3 separate regions of the Sus scrofa genome follow, and regions 1 and 2 are each linked to region 3. The links are chromatin contacts, called in public Hi-C and HiChIP or PLAC-seq maps. All regions are on one chromosome and are shown on one strand. Each heading gives the region's core, a stretch centred on a gene start, on an enhancer-like site or on the middle of the called end of the contact. The rest is flanking DNA. Distances are from core to core; before and after follow the strand shown. Region 1 overlaps MTUS1 (microtubule-associated tumor suppressor 1). Region 2 holds the start of FRG1 (protein FRG1). Region 3 holds the start of PCM1 (pericentriolar material 1 protein).

Evidence for each region. Hi-C and Micro-C count contacts between places; a contact is called where the count stands out from the background. HiChIP or PLAC-seq counts read pairs in DNA pulled down with a chosen protein or histone mark.
Region 1: an H3K27ac HiChIP or PLAC-seq map of skeletal muscle shows a contact between it and region 3. The contact joins the enhancer-like site here to the promoter of PCM1 in region 3. A contact is called at or near these places in 24 of 47 Hi-C or Micro-C datasets (adipocytes, alveolar macrophages, blood and 14 more) and 2 of 2 datasets of contacts at active chromatin or transcription factors (alveolar macrophages and skeletal muscle).
Region 2: a contact with region 3 is called in a Hi-C map of liver, with 4 times the contacts expected there. The contact joins the promoter of FRG1 here to the promoter of PCM1 in region 3. A contact is called at or near these places in 2 of 47 Hi-C or Micro-C datasets (heart right ventricle and liver) and 1 of 2 datasets of contacts at active chromatin or transcription factors (alveolar macrophages).

The regions. Positions count from the first base shown.
Region 1 is chr17:5,428,660-5,433,378 of Sscrofa11.1, forward strand. All of the region lies in intron 3 of MTUS1 (microtubule-associated tumor suppressor 1), which reads right to left. Among named protein-coding and RNA genes, the nearest start is that of MTUS1, 76 kb to the right of the region's middle. Within about 2 kb of position 2,367, at least 3 of the 83 cell types and tissues checked have an H3K27ac peak or open chromatin away from gene starts, as enhancers often do. A contact at or near this core is called in skeletal muscle, where this site is marked.
Region 2 is chr17:5,797,757-5,802,352 of Sscrofa11.1, forward strand. It overlaps FRG1 (protein FRG1), which reads right to left and starts at 2,747. Exons shown (of 9, transcript XM_003134193.3): 1 at 2,456-2,747; 2 at 1,784-1,854. The coding sequence starts at 2,517.
Region 3 is chr17:5,595,106-5,600,048 of Sscrofa11.1, forward strand. It overlaps PCM1 (pericentriolar material 1 protein), which reads left to right and starts at 1,894. Exons shown (of 41, transcript XM_021077917.1): 1 at 1,894-2,231. It overlaps FGL1 (fibrinogen-like protein 1), which reads right to left and starts at 1,329. Exons shown (of 8, transcript XM_021077952.1): 1 at 1,258-1,329.

The sequences.
Region 1 (4,719 bases), core at 1,117-3,616, 170 kb before region 3:
TTAATTCTTCTTCAGATTAGCACAGTAATTGACTACTATTCCTATCTAAATCTTATGTGATTTTTTTTTAAAGAAGGAACTGGGGTGATTTTTTTTTTTCCAGTTTAACCTAGTCTAGAATAAGAAAAATAATCAAAAAGCTTTTGGGACATAAAAATGATTATAACTCAACACAACAAAAAAATCTGATTTAAAAATGGGCAAAAGATTTGAATAGACTGTTCTCCAAAGAAGATAAACATTGGCTAAGAAGCACATGAGAAATTGCTCAACATCATTAGTCATTAGGGAAATGCAAATCCAAACCACAATAAGATACCATTTCACATCTATTAGGATGGCTATTACAAAAATAAAACAGAAAGGGGGACAGGGCTGGAGGGGGAAAAAAAAGACAGAAAATAATGGGTCAGCAAGGACATAAAGAAATTAGAACCCTACACATTGATGCTAGAATAGTAAATTGGTGTAACTTTTGTGAAAAATGGTATGCTCAGTTCCTCAAAAAATTAAAAGTAGAACTACCTTACGATCCAGCAACTCAACTTCTGGGTATTTGCCCAAAAGAACAGACAGTAGGATCTTGACGAGGTATTTGCACACCCAAGTTCACCACATTACTGACAATTGCCAAAAGGTGAAAGCAACCCGAGTGTCCACTGACAGATGAATGAACAAACAAATATAATATTATTCAGTCTTAAAGAAGAGGGAAATTCTTATATATGCTACAATGTGGCTGAACCTAAGGACATGTTAAGTGAAATAAGCCAGTCAGTCACAAGAGGACAAATACTGAATGACTCCTTTTATACAAGGTACATAGAGTAATCAAATTCATAGAGATAGAAACTAGGTTGGTGGTTGCCAGGGACTGAGGGAAGGGGAGGATGGGGAGTTAGTGTTCCATGGACAGAGTTTCCACTGGAGAAGATGACAAGTTCGGGTAGTGCTGGCTGCACAGCAATGGGAATGACCTTGTTTACACTTAAGTTTTCTAAATGCCAAATTTTATGGAACATATATTTTACTACAACTTTTTAAAGTTTAAAAAATAAGAACAAGAGATTTGTGCTACTAGTTATTATTATAGGATACTATAAAATAGTAAAACCATCTGTTCATGGCATAAAATTATATTCACCAGTTAATAAACTGGTGTATCAATCTCAGAAATAGAAAACTGCAGAATAAGACAAGGGAGATATTTCAAGTCGGTGAAGACATTTATGTGTGGTATTAAGATATCTGAATTTTTAAACTATTTAAATTTGAGAAGCAGCATGGTGTGGTGTGTTAAAAGTCAACGATCTGGAGGCAGACCACCTAGGTTTAGAACAGCTCCACCATACACTGGCCGGGGTGGGGGGCGGGGCTCCTCCTCCTCTCTGTGCCATTTGTCATGTGTAAGATTGGGGGTGATCACACGGCTATTTATTTCATAGGTGCTTGTGAGAGTTCCATGGGTTTATATTTGTAAACACTTAGAATAGCACCTGCCTCACTATGATATATAAATATTAGCTCCTAGTTCTCAACGTATGCCCCAAAGACATTAAAATTAGAATAAAAAGGGTTAAAACAAAACCATCAAATTAACCATAACGATAGAGACCAATCTTCTCTTTCAGTAGAGACGGTCTTGTGAAGCATAAAAACAGAAAAAAAAAATTAAAAGATGTGACTATAAAAATGGAAAAAAAAAATCACCATATACAAAATCAGAAGTCATACAGTAAAACACAGGACAAAGGACAACAGACAATTATCAAATTAATAACAAAGAATCATACGTACCCCCAAACAGGGTAAGCAAAAAAAGCTCTAAATAAGAGAGTAAATTAGGAGTTCCCGTTGTGGCTCAGCGGTTAACGAATCTGACTAGGAACCATGAGGCTGCAGGTTCGACCCATGGCCTTGCTCAGTGGGTTAAGGATCTGGTATTGCCGTGAGCTGTGTGTGGTGCAGGTTGCAGATTCGGCTTGGCTTGGATCCTGCATTGCTGTGGCTGTGGTGTAGGCTGGCGGCTACAGCTCTGATTCGACCCCTAGCCTGGGAACCTCCATATGCCACGGGAGTGGCCCAAGAAATGGCAAAAAGACAAAAAGACAAAAAAAAAAGTAAATTAATATAGTCAGTACAATTTTTTTTTTTTTTTTTAGTTTAACCTTATCATGTCTAACATCTTTCCCGGCTCCCCAAGAGTCATTCCTAACTTCCATTTCCATTACTCACACCTTACGAAGGGTTTAAAAAGCCCACTACTTTCATTCCCAACCTTTCTTCAAATTGGAGGTGACCTCTGCGATCTGGTCTGCGCCAGGAAGATGAAAGATGAGCCTGCCAGGGGTGAAGTGCTGAATAAGGTCTTTCCCCCCTGGTAAAGGTAGGCAGGCATGGCAGGAGGGCCCTGCTCTGGACACTGTCCATCCCTCACTCCCAGCCTTTGGGCTCAACAGCAATAGGACTTAGCACTTGGAACTCTTAGCGACCATATTTTAACTGAAAAGTCACCGACAACAGCTGAGGCAGGACAAGAGGATGGACAGAAAGATGATGTAATTGACTCACCAACCCAGGAACTGCCTATCTTCAGCTTCCTGTTAAAGAAATATACAACCTTCTGGTTTAAACCCAACTGTGTATTCAACTACCGTATTCTTGCATCAGCAACACTTGATGCAGTGGATTCCTCCTCTCTCCTTGAACAGCTTTCTTCACTTGTCCTCCTGAACACCCCTCTCGAGGGACTTTCCTTCTGCCTTCCTGCCTATTATTCCGTCTTGGTCTCTCTGTAATTTCTCTTTACCTCCCTAGCCCTTTAAAGCTTCAGAGGACTCCAGAGGTAGTACAGAGTACACCATGGAGTTCCCCGAAGGTGAACAGGTGCCCTTGACCTGTTCTCTTTCTCCACTCACTCTGGGTGATCTCACCCAGTCTAGTGGCTTTAATACATCTAAATGGTGGAGTTCCCGTCGTGGCGCAGTGGTTAACGAATCCGACTAGGAACCATGAGGTTGCGGGTTCGGTCCCTGCCCTTGCTCAGTGGGTTAACGATCCAGCGTTGCCGTGAGCTGTGGTGTAGGTTGCAGACGCGGCTCGGATCCGCGTTGCTGTGGCTCTGGTGTAGGCGGTGGCTACAGCTCCGATTCAACCCCTAGCCTGGGAACCTCCATATGCCGCGGGAGCGGCCCAAGAAATAGCAACAACAACAACAAAGAGACAAAAGACAAAAAAAAAAAAAAAAAAAAATACATCTAAATGGTGATGAATTCCAAATTTACCTCCCTAGACCAGACTTCTCCTATGCACTCTTGCCTTGTACATCCAACTTTCTACTCTATACCTTCACTTCTGTATCTATCACTCATCTCAACTTGACGTCTGTACAACTGAGATGGTGATATCCAGACTGGAGATCCCACCATCCATATCTCCATCATCCTTCCCCCTTCAGCTCATGGTAACAGCATCCTGCCACTGCTCACATCAAGATGATTCCAGTCATCTGACTCCTCACTGCTGCTCTCACCCCTCATCCCATCATCAAGTCCCTTTGGCTTTCTTTTCAACACATACATCTAGAATCTGGCCCCGCTCTAACCCCCCACCCCACCCCTCCACAATCCTGTGGAAGCCACAATCTCCTGCCATGATTACAGCGAAACCTCCTCATTGATCTTTCTGGTCCCGCCCTCACTCCCATCCAGGGTATTCTCTACACACAGCTGTCAGAGTAATTCTGTTAAAATGAAGTCACTTTGGTTTAAAGCCAAAGTCCTTATGGTTTTCAAGATTGTATATGATCTGGCTCTCCACTACCTTCAAACCTCATCTCCTGTTTCACTTTTCCTCATTTCATTCCTTGCTATTCCTAGAGCGATTAGTTCAGCTCCACTGTGGGGTCTTTCCACTTGCTGTTTACCCTGACTGGTATGGTTTTCTTCCAGCTATGCACAGGGCTGCCCACCCCTGGCCTTCACTCAAAGGCCACCCCCTCTCTCTCTCCCACAATCACACACCCTGACATTTCCTATCTCCCCCTATTTGTGTATTTTTTCTCTCTTTAATGGCATAAAATTATATTCAGAGGTTAATAAACAGGTGTAGTGCTGTACACTATCAAACATCTTCTATACTTTATTTAGGAACAGCCTGTCTCTCCCATCAGAATTTAACTGGTATTCACTCCAATCGCCCACCGGCCTGCCTGCCTCTGTCCATGCACTCGGTAATGATTCTGCCCTTAATCTTTACAGTCTATAACTGGCCCTTCAAGTATCTACATTTATCCAACAAATAGTTGGGTGCCAAGCATATGCCAGTTAAAATAAGACACCATTTTGGACTTTCCTAAACAGTGGATACTTGGCAACAGTGTTAGAAATGTCAACACGGGAAATGCAGCCAGTATTTTATAATAACTGTAAAGGGAGCATAACCTTTAAAAATTGTGATTATATTGTACACCTGTAATTTATACAATATTGTACAGCAACTGTACTTTGACTACAAAAAAGAAATTAAAATACATATATTGGCTGGGGCGCTGGCAAGCACACTGACATTCCCAGACTTGTATGCTCTTTCTGAAGGGCAACTTGGCAACATGGATCAAGTCTTTAAATTGCCCACACCCTCTGATTCCACCTACAGGAATGCATCCCAGTAATTTATCTGACCAGCTTATTAAGTATTGATGTACAAAGTTCTTCAGTG
Region 2 (4,596 bases), core at 1,497-3,996, 200 kb after region 3:
GGAAGAACTAACAGTCCTAAATGTGAATGCATTTCATAACAGAGATTCAAAATATTCTAACCAGAAACCGACAGATGTAGAAAAATCCAGAATCATAGATACTTTAACACAACCCTCTCAATAAATGGAAGGATTAGTAAAAAAAAAAAAAAAATCAGTAAAGACACAGAAGATTTGAAAGACTACTCAGTCCATCAAGTGACCTAACTGACATTTAGAGAGTAATAAATTAATACCTTCAGAATACTCTTTCTTTTCTACAGTACATGGAAATTTACCAAGAGTATATTCTTCGACCATGTTAGGAATCAGTAACAGCATCTTCAAGTAGTGGAAATTAAATAGCATACTTTTAACTTATGGGTCAAAAAAAAAAAAGAAAAAGCAGGAAAAAAAGGATAAAACCCATGGGTCAAGGAAGAAATCACAAAGAAAATAGAAAATACTTTGAACTAAATAAAAATGACATAAAACATCAGGATTTGTTGGCTATAGCTAAAGTGGTGTGAAGAATATCTAACCCCCCAACTTAAGAAGCTATAAAATAAGAGCAAAGTAAACTGAAAGTAAGTTAAAGGAAGGAGATGATAAAGACTGGAAATAAATGAAATCGAATAGAAAAGCCAGGAAAGAAAAATAAATGATATCAAAAAGTGCATCTTATAAAGATGAACAGATTGGTAAACCTTTAGCTAGACTGACTGGTCCAGAAAAAATTAACAAAAACACAAGTTATCAATATGAAGAATGATGAATTACAATATAGATTCTACATTTTGTACAACTTTATGCTGATAAACTCAACTTAGATGAAATGAAAATTTTCTTTAGACACATATTGCCAAAATTGACAGAAAAGAAAATCTGAAAATATCTCTTAAAGAAGTTTAATTTGTAATTAAAAATATTCCCACAAAAAAACAACAAACCAATAAACTAGTTGTAAAATTTATATGGAAATGCAAAAGATTTAGAAGAATCAAAACAATCTCGGAAAAGAAGTATAAAGGTGGGGGGCTCACGCCACCTGATTTCAAGACTTTATGAAATGACGGTAATCAAGACAAATAAATCAACAGGACAATAGACAAATCAATGGAACAGAGTCCAGACACAGATCAACACATATAAAGTCAATTGATTTTTTACAAAAATACCAAAGCACTTTAATGGAGAAAGGAAAGTCTATTCATCAGTGGTGCTGGAACAACTGGATATAATATAAAAAAAAGAGAGAGAGAAAACAATTTGTAAAATCTACTTGGTTTAATAAGATTTATCTAGGAGTTCCCTTGTGATGCAGTGGGTTAAGGATGCAGCATTGCTACGGCTGTGGCACAGACTGCAACTGCCGTGTGGGTTTGATCCCTGGCCTGGGGACTTCCACATGCCAGGTGCTCCCAAAAAAAATTCATCTATATCAGGCCTTTAAAATGATATATACCAGAATCTCTGGGTTATTAAGTAGTCTAATGATGGTACCAGAGCTATGTTCCCTCTCTTTTGTACTTAGTTCTGATAATGAAGAAAAGACATTAATGACATCTACTGTGCTAAGCATAACAGAAATCTATAATTGTAACATTCGAGCATTTTAAGACAAATGTATGTCAGACATACATGTATGTCATTTGTATGTATGTCATATTTAAGACAAGTATGAGTTGGTCATAAATTCCTTCTACTTTCTTCTTCCTATTTAACCCTAACTAGGAAAATATTTTTAAAGGGATCTCAACCAATGTTAACTTTTCTCAGAATAAAGTAGAGAAAACTAACTCACCAACAATATCAAGCTGAGTTTCTTCATCTTCTTCTCTTTTTCTCTTCTTCTCTTTGCTCTTTTTCTTCTTACTGCAGTAGATAATTTATATAGATAAGTTTAGCCATATTTATTTGCATACATATCTCATTTAATTCTCATAATAATCCTTTTATAATATCGCTAATCCCTCCCAAGAACCGAGTAAACGGAAACTCAAAAGATAGTAATGAACCCGCCACAAATTACAAAATTAGTAATTGGTGGAGTCCAGGTTCGAACCCACATCCTTTTCAAAATTCACATCCGCATATTGCATAAAAATTTTTTTTTTTTTTTAGGTGAGAGGGAGACGATGTTGAAAATAATTATCCCTATTAAAAGAAGTTATTGTTATAACCTGCATACGGACTAATACAGACCCACCATGTGGAGGTCTGGAGGGGGGCTCATCAGGGACCCGAACCCCAGGCTACAGGTCCGCCCACTAAGGGGGCGACCCCGGCGGCCCGTCTCAGCCTCTGCGTGGAGAACTGAGTCGCAGCCTCAGTCGGTCCCAGCAGGAAGCCAGGCCCTAGAGCTGGGAGCCTGAATGACAGCTCCCCGCGGCTTCCACCGGACTCGCCGCTTGAAGGGGGAGCGGAGGACCTTCGGCAAAGAGGGACAGTCTCCCGCGCACACCCGCGGCCTTACCTCTTGGTCTTGGTTCCCTTGAGCACGAGTTTGGTGGACTTCACGTAGGAGTACTCGGCCATGGCCGTGGGAACGCCTCGGTGCTAAGAGGTGGAAGCTGGCTCAGGGCAAAATACGTGAACCGGAGCAGCAGCAGGCGAGAGGGACTCGAAAGTGAAGACTGAGTACCGAGTACAGACTCCCTCAGAACTTACGCAACACCAGGGGTGAATGTCTCTTCCGAATCCCTGGCCCTTTCACCTGAAGATTGTGTCCCAAGTAAAGTTCTACTTCCTGTTTACAGCCTGGGGCTACGGCAACCACAAAGGGTCTAAATTCCTGCGAACTGAACGTTAGCGCTTGTCTAAATGAGGACTCTAGAGGTGACGCGCCCTCTGGTGGACACAGCGGGTCTCACAGCCTTGCTTTGAGCCAGGAGCCACTTTGCTCAGTTGGTTAAGGATCTGGCGTTGCTGTGAGCTGTGGTGTAGGTCACAGATGTGGCTCGGTTCCCGCATTGCTGTGGCTGTGGCATAGGCCGGTGGCTACAGCTCTGATTCGACCCCTAGCCTGAGAACCTTCATATGCCGCAGGTGCGGCCCTAGAAAAGACAAAAAGACACACACACACACACACACTTTGAAAGCCTGGTGTGGGGTAATGAAGAGAGTGGAAGAGAGTGTGACTTGTTAGCTAGGAGGGTTTGGTAGAAAAACAGAAGTTGAAAAATTGGAGTGGAGTTCCCGTCGTGGCGCAGAGGAAACGAATCTGACTAGGAACCATGAGGTTATGGGTTCAATCCCTGTCCTTGCTCAGTGGGTTAAGGATCTGGTGTTGCTGTGAGCTGTGGTGTAGGTTGCAGAGGTAGCTCGGATCTGATGTTGCTGTACCTGTAGTGTAGGCCGACAGCTGTAGCTCTGATTGAACTCCTAGCCTGGGAACCTCCATATGCCCAGGGTGTGGCCCTAAAAAGCAAAAAAAAAAAAAAAAAAAAAAAAAAAAAAAAAAAAAAAAAAAAAAATTGAAGGAGTAAGGAAGAGCAGCCCTTTATCAGCAGTCTCTGCAGAGACACTGTGCTTGGTAATAGAAAGATACAAAAATGCTCCAACTCAGGGCCTGATCTTAAGGGGCTTCATCTAAGTAAATAATGTGCAATGAGAGGCAGTGTAGCATATAATTAAGACTGTGGCTTCCGGAGACAGACTGCTCGGGTGGACAAACACTGCTGTATTTCCAAGTTAGATGACTTCATAATTTATTTAACCTCCTTTTTTTTTCAACTGTCATATGGAATGACCCTGCCTGCGGTTATGATGAATATTGGGAGAGTTAATATAAGAAACATACTCTTTAAAATTCCTAAGAAATGGTGCATCATAAACGTTAGCTATTATTATTAGATGTCAAAGTGCCCTGAGAAAGATACAAACAAAATGTTAGAGCAGGGTATGGCAGTGACATGTTAAAGGAGTGTGTGCTCCTTTCTTCTTCCAGAGATCAGGAGATGCTTACTAGTCAAGGTGGCATCTGAGAAGGGTCTTAAACGATGAGTAGGATTTCGACAGGTGGAGATGGGGGAAGATAGGCATGTCTGATGGTGGGAACTGTGAGCAAAGGCATGGAGATAAAGAAGGAAAGGACTTGCGTGGGGAGCAGTGAGCAGCCCTGTCGGTTGGGACACAGGGCAGGTAGATTAGAATGATCTGGACGAGGATTGAGAAGGCAATTGGGGGTCATTTACAAGCTGAAGACTTTGCATGAGAGAGATTAAATAGCAGAGGGATGAGATGAACAGAGTGGTACTGTACCATCCTTGTTCTACAGCAGTGGGTAGGATGGGTCGTGGAAGTGATACCAGGGCCCTCCCACTCAAGCCATAGCTCTTGGTGACATAGAAAACACGGAGACCCGTTTGAATATCTCAAGAATCTCAGGTGATTTTAAACTTGATTCCTAGTGGCACCACAGAATCAGGATAAGCCCATCTCAAACCTGACTCAAGGCAGAATCATCACAAATAATTTAGTAGATTAGCATCCTTGTCTGCTATTCTAACATCTTTTCCAATATTTTCACAATACTTTCCCTTTTCCTGCATCATAACAATCCATATGTCATGATGAAAAAATTGCCAGTCATGAACAAAAAAAGATGAGAAACTG
Region 3 (4,943 bases), core at 644-3,143:
ATTTCATAGATGAGGCAAATTGAAGCTCAGAAAGGTTAAGTAACTTATCCAAGATCTTAGAGCACGGTGGAATTACAATGAGGCCTAAGGCACGGTGGACTACAGTAAATACAATCCATTAGCTGCTCTGTGCTCTGAGTTTTCTTACAAAACAGAATTGATTTATATCATATCCTATTTCTTCATCATTCACTAAAATATTTGCTTTTAAAGGGCATGGACTATGCTTTTGTTACCTAAGTAATTAGCACTATTAGACATACAGAAAGTATTTTAAAATGTACCTCAGGGAGTTCCCTAGTAGTCTAGTGGTTAGGACTTAGTGCTTTCACCACTATGGCATGGATTCAGTCCTTGGTCTGGGAACTGAGATCCCATGTCAAGCCACTACACACTCTGGCCAAAAAAAAGTATGACAAATAAACAGTGTCAAAGATCACTGTACTGGAATGGAACCTGGATTCAGCTGCAAATTACAGCAGCAGGAAGGGTTTTATCTGAATTATGTACTGAGATGCAGTTCTATTAACTGCTTTTGTGAAAAAATTTCTATTGGTAACAGAACAATTTGCTGTTGGAACCCAGATGCCATTCTTCATTCTTCCTATTCTTATTTTGCGTAAAACAAAATTATCCCACAATTACAAACGGTCTTAAAAAAACAATGTCCTTGCATGCAAGAAAAATTGACTAGCATTTCAAAATTTTCAGATAGCCACACAGGCGTTGTCACTTGACCATATTTTTGGGGTTTGTAATGAAGTAGGACCCTGTGGGGCCTTGGGGGCACGTCTTTCCCCCCATATCCTCTGCTTTAGCTCCTCTCTGAAGTACCTAGATAACAGTATCTGATGCACATTTTCAGAGTTGTTTTACAGATGTGAAAACCTCCCACAAAACGCACGATGTTAACTACTTGATGACAATGAGCCCATGGCCCTCTAGCCTCCTGGAGCCTAAGGATTGATGTCAACCCGGAAGACACCACGCTGTTACTTCACCTTCAACCAGAGAGCTGTGCAGGAGCTGAACACACACCCTGCAACTCCCTTCCCTTACCTGGCTTTTAAAAATGCTTTGCCAAAACTCTTTACAGAGTTCCATGTTTTAGCAGCACGAGCCACCCTTCTCTTTGCATGGCCCTAAAATTAACTTTTCTCTGCTCCAAAATGATTTCTCTGTTTGACTTCACTATGCTTCCCGCGAACAAATTTGCATTCCCTAGCATTTTAAGGGAGAATGTGTAAATAAACTAACCTTAAAAGTGTCGCTGCTGAGAGAAGAATAAAAAAAGAATTCAAAGACCATAGTCTTAGAGAAAACTTCTGGATACTAAATTTTGATGAAGGTCAGCTGGTTCTTCAAAGGAAAAAGTAGGGCATTAATCCAAGGCGGTGTTAATTATTAACATGTGTGACTCTATCCTTGACCAGCTGTATGATGTTCCTCCAATTAACTCATGGGATTTTCCTCACGTGTAAACTTAGGACCAGATTGCACGGGCGCTTTTGTTTTCAACCTTCCTGTGAGGAAGCTCTTGGTGGACAGGGAACAGGAGAGCGATGCCCAGCTTTAGTCTTTAGTCTTTCCTTTCCAGCAAGCACAACCCGGAGCTGGAAGCCCCACGGAAACCACTACGCGCCTCCGCGCATTTCCCAGCTGCCTGAGGCGGAAGTCAACCCACTTCCGTCAGGGCCTCCAGCCCCTGGCAGGGCGATCGGCGCCCGAAGCGCACAGCATGTTGGGACTTGTAGTCATTTCTTTCGGGCGGCTGAGCGGGCGCGTATAACCTCAGGTTGACCTGGCATTCTGGGATATGTAGTCTCCAGTGGCTCGTTTGTGCAATAGGCACCGCTGCCAGAGGTGACACCATAGACTCCAGCGGATCACATGACTCCAGTCTAGAGCGTGGATCACACTGTAGCTCCCGCCCGGGCGAGTTTCGCCCCCGCGCGGCCGTTGCCGCGGAGACGGCGCATGTCTCCCCTCCCGTTGCCCCTCTGCAGTCCCCCCGCCCCTCTTCTCCCACCACAATGAGATCCTAAGATGGCGGTGGCTGCGGCGGTTGGCGCCGAGTAGCTGAAGTAGAAGAGGCGGCCATTGGGCCCTGAGCAGCCAGGGAACTTGGGGACTCTCCCTGGCTCGGACTCGAAGGGAAGACCGCTGCCGGTGGCGGGGCGTGGGAGCGACCGCTCCTCCGCTCTTGGCAGGAGCTTGTGCTTCGTTTACAGGTAATGCCTGCGCGTCCTCAGCCCTTGGCAACCGAGGGTAGCGCGGCTCTGGGCGGGAGAGCGACGGCCCTGACACGCTTGACCCTGGAGGGCCTGGGTCTGGGCTCCTGGGTCCTCTTGCTTCCAGTCTGCTGGGCAGGCAGCCCGCCCCTACTCCGGACGGACCGACGCAATCTCGGGGTACGCTTCTGGAGACGCAGTGGCGTTTTCGGAACTCCCTTCTAGCCTCCCCGCCCCTCTCTCTTTCTTGCCCGCGGAGGAGGCCGCCCTGCGCCTCGGGAGTTCCAGGAATGTCCGTTGCGAGGGGAGGAAACGGAGTAGGGGGCTGCGGTTTGATTGCCAGGGGCGGGGAGTCTAGTTTTTCATAGCCAGGGGCCTTCATCACTGCGCTTCTGCTCTCCCCTCTTCCCCCTAGATTCCATTCTGTGGGGCTCTGGATGTCCAGAATTTGGGGTGGCGAAGGGCGGATGAGGAGCGACGCGATTTGGGGGTTGGGCTGTGAGCAGCGGCGTTTTTGCTGTCTCGGGTGTTCTTGGAGCGGAAGGGCCGGGGGAGGCGTTCCTGAGTTTGGCCAAGAGGGGTTTTATGCTGGCGACGGGAATGTTAAATTTCCTAGCTCTTCCCTCCCCCCGCCATCCCTGACTGCAGGTCAGTTCGGATCGGCCCAGAGAGGGGAAAACTAAATGCCAAGTGGGATTTGGGGAACGTTGCTAGCTTTGCAGAAACTGACGTTTGGGAATTAGGTGGAAAGTCCTGCTTGGGAGGTGGACCGGCCGAATTTTTAATCCCGCCGCCCGCGCCTCAATTTCGTCACGATCGCCATGTCTGGATTTTTTTTTTTTTTTTTTTGGACCGATTCGAGGTCTGTCTGTGTCTTGGGTTCTGTGGGTGACGGATCGTGTTTTGGCGTCAGAAGAAGCGGGCTTTCTGAGTGCCCCTTCCACCCCCGCCCCATAACTACCTTCCAGACTCCGCCTTCTGGTATTCTCTGGTTACTGGAGTGGGTGTTGTAAAGCTTCGGGTGCACCTGCTCCTCTCTTTCCCTTTCACCTTCCCAGTGAGGGCCACTGGAAACCATTGTAATTCTTAGTTTTTGAAACTAAGAAAGTAAACCTTGAAAAGTAAACCTTGTGTTTATGTAGCGTCGAGGGTTTTGTTTTTGTTTTGTTTTAATAAAGTAGCTAGCTAGCTTTATGAAAAAAATAAAATTTTTTCAATAACGAGTATGCAAAGTTCTGCAGTAGTTTTGAGTGACAGGGAGTTAATGACTTGATCAATCCGAAGAATAAAGCTTTGGCATGGATCTTTACATGATAATTGCATTAGTAGATATTAAGATATCACATTGTTATTTGGTAGAATCTTACACGTTTGGAGGATTTAAACATTTATGTATACCACATTGTATTCCTAAAGGATTAAAGTAAGTTGAGTTTAAAATATTAATAAATTTTTCCTTTCCTGTCGATTTTCTAGACATACTTTAGGCTATAAATATAGTGTTTGTTATTCTGTGCTTCATAGTGTAAGTATAGAATTTACTGAAGTGTTTGTTTTTTTAAATCATAAGCCGACAGCAGCTTTGCAGCCTGAAGTAGGAAAGCAAAAACTAGTTTCTAAACAGGTAATTTGACATCATTATATATGTTGTTGGTCTTCCTATTATAGTAGAGGACTTTATGATGGAGGCTGCTATCAAAATACCAGTGCATGGTTGAGGGCTCTCTCTATGTAGTAAACAGTCCAGGTTTGCTGCCCTGTTTCTCCTGCTTTTTAAAAAGCCTGCCAATTTGGTATGCTTTCCTACTTTTGTTAGAAAAAAGCCATATTATTCCTAATTATTAAATACTAGAATAGTTTATGCAGTACCATTCAAAATGTCTTTGTCTTCACAGAATTTCTTCAGCCCATTGAATTTAACTGTGTCCTATAACAACTATTTGGATAGCTTCTTGTTCCAGAGTCATTTAATCTTAAGTCATCCTCTACAACTTTTCTATTAATTGGCTTTTTTTTTTTTTAATTCACAAACTCCTCTACTTTTTGAGCTTATTATGTATACTTTTGACTGGAGTTTTTGTTTTTGTTTTGTTTTTTAGCCATCTAAAATTATTTTAAACATTAGTTTTTATGCATTGTCAGATGCTGGTTATGTATTCTCTGACCAGCAGAAAAAAAAAAGCCAGTGTAGGTTCACTGAGGGAATGCAAAGTAATTGCTAACCATTTCGAAATTAAATGACTAAAGAATGAGATTAGAATAAATTTATGTTCAAGGCATTTTAGCAATAATTTCTCTTTAAAAAAAAACCCAAGAATTTAATTCTACTGTTAAAATTTTAAGATAGCCCATTTTCAAAATATGTTTCATATGTCCTAGCTTTAGAGGAAAGCAGACAAATCTTCAGCTCCCTTATGAAATAAGCTATCATGAGAAAATGTATTGTCCATTCATATCTTAATCATAATTCTTTTTTTTTAATTGACAGAGTGTAATAGAATAAGACAAGAAAAGTGGGACTGGGAAAGGTCAAATGTGAGTTTCTGTATTAGAGTTCTTAACACTGGCATGCGTAACTGTCATTGAATAAAATAAAGAGTTATAAAATCAGTTAAAATAATTTTCCTTTTAACACATTAGGGAAGATGGATAAAATAGAATAAAGATATAAGGCAACTGAGTGAAACTCACTTTAGAAGACCTTGGTTTTCT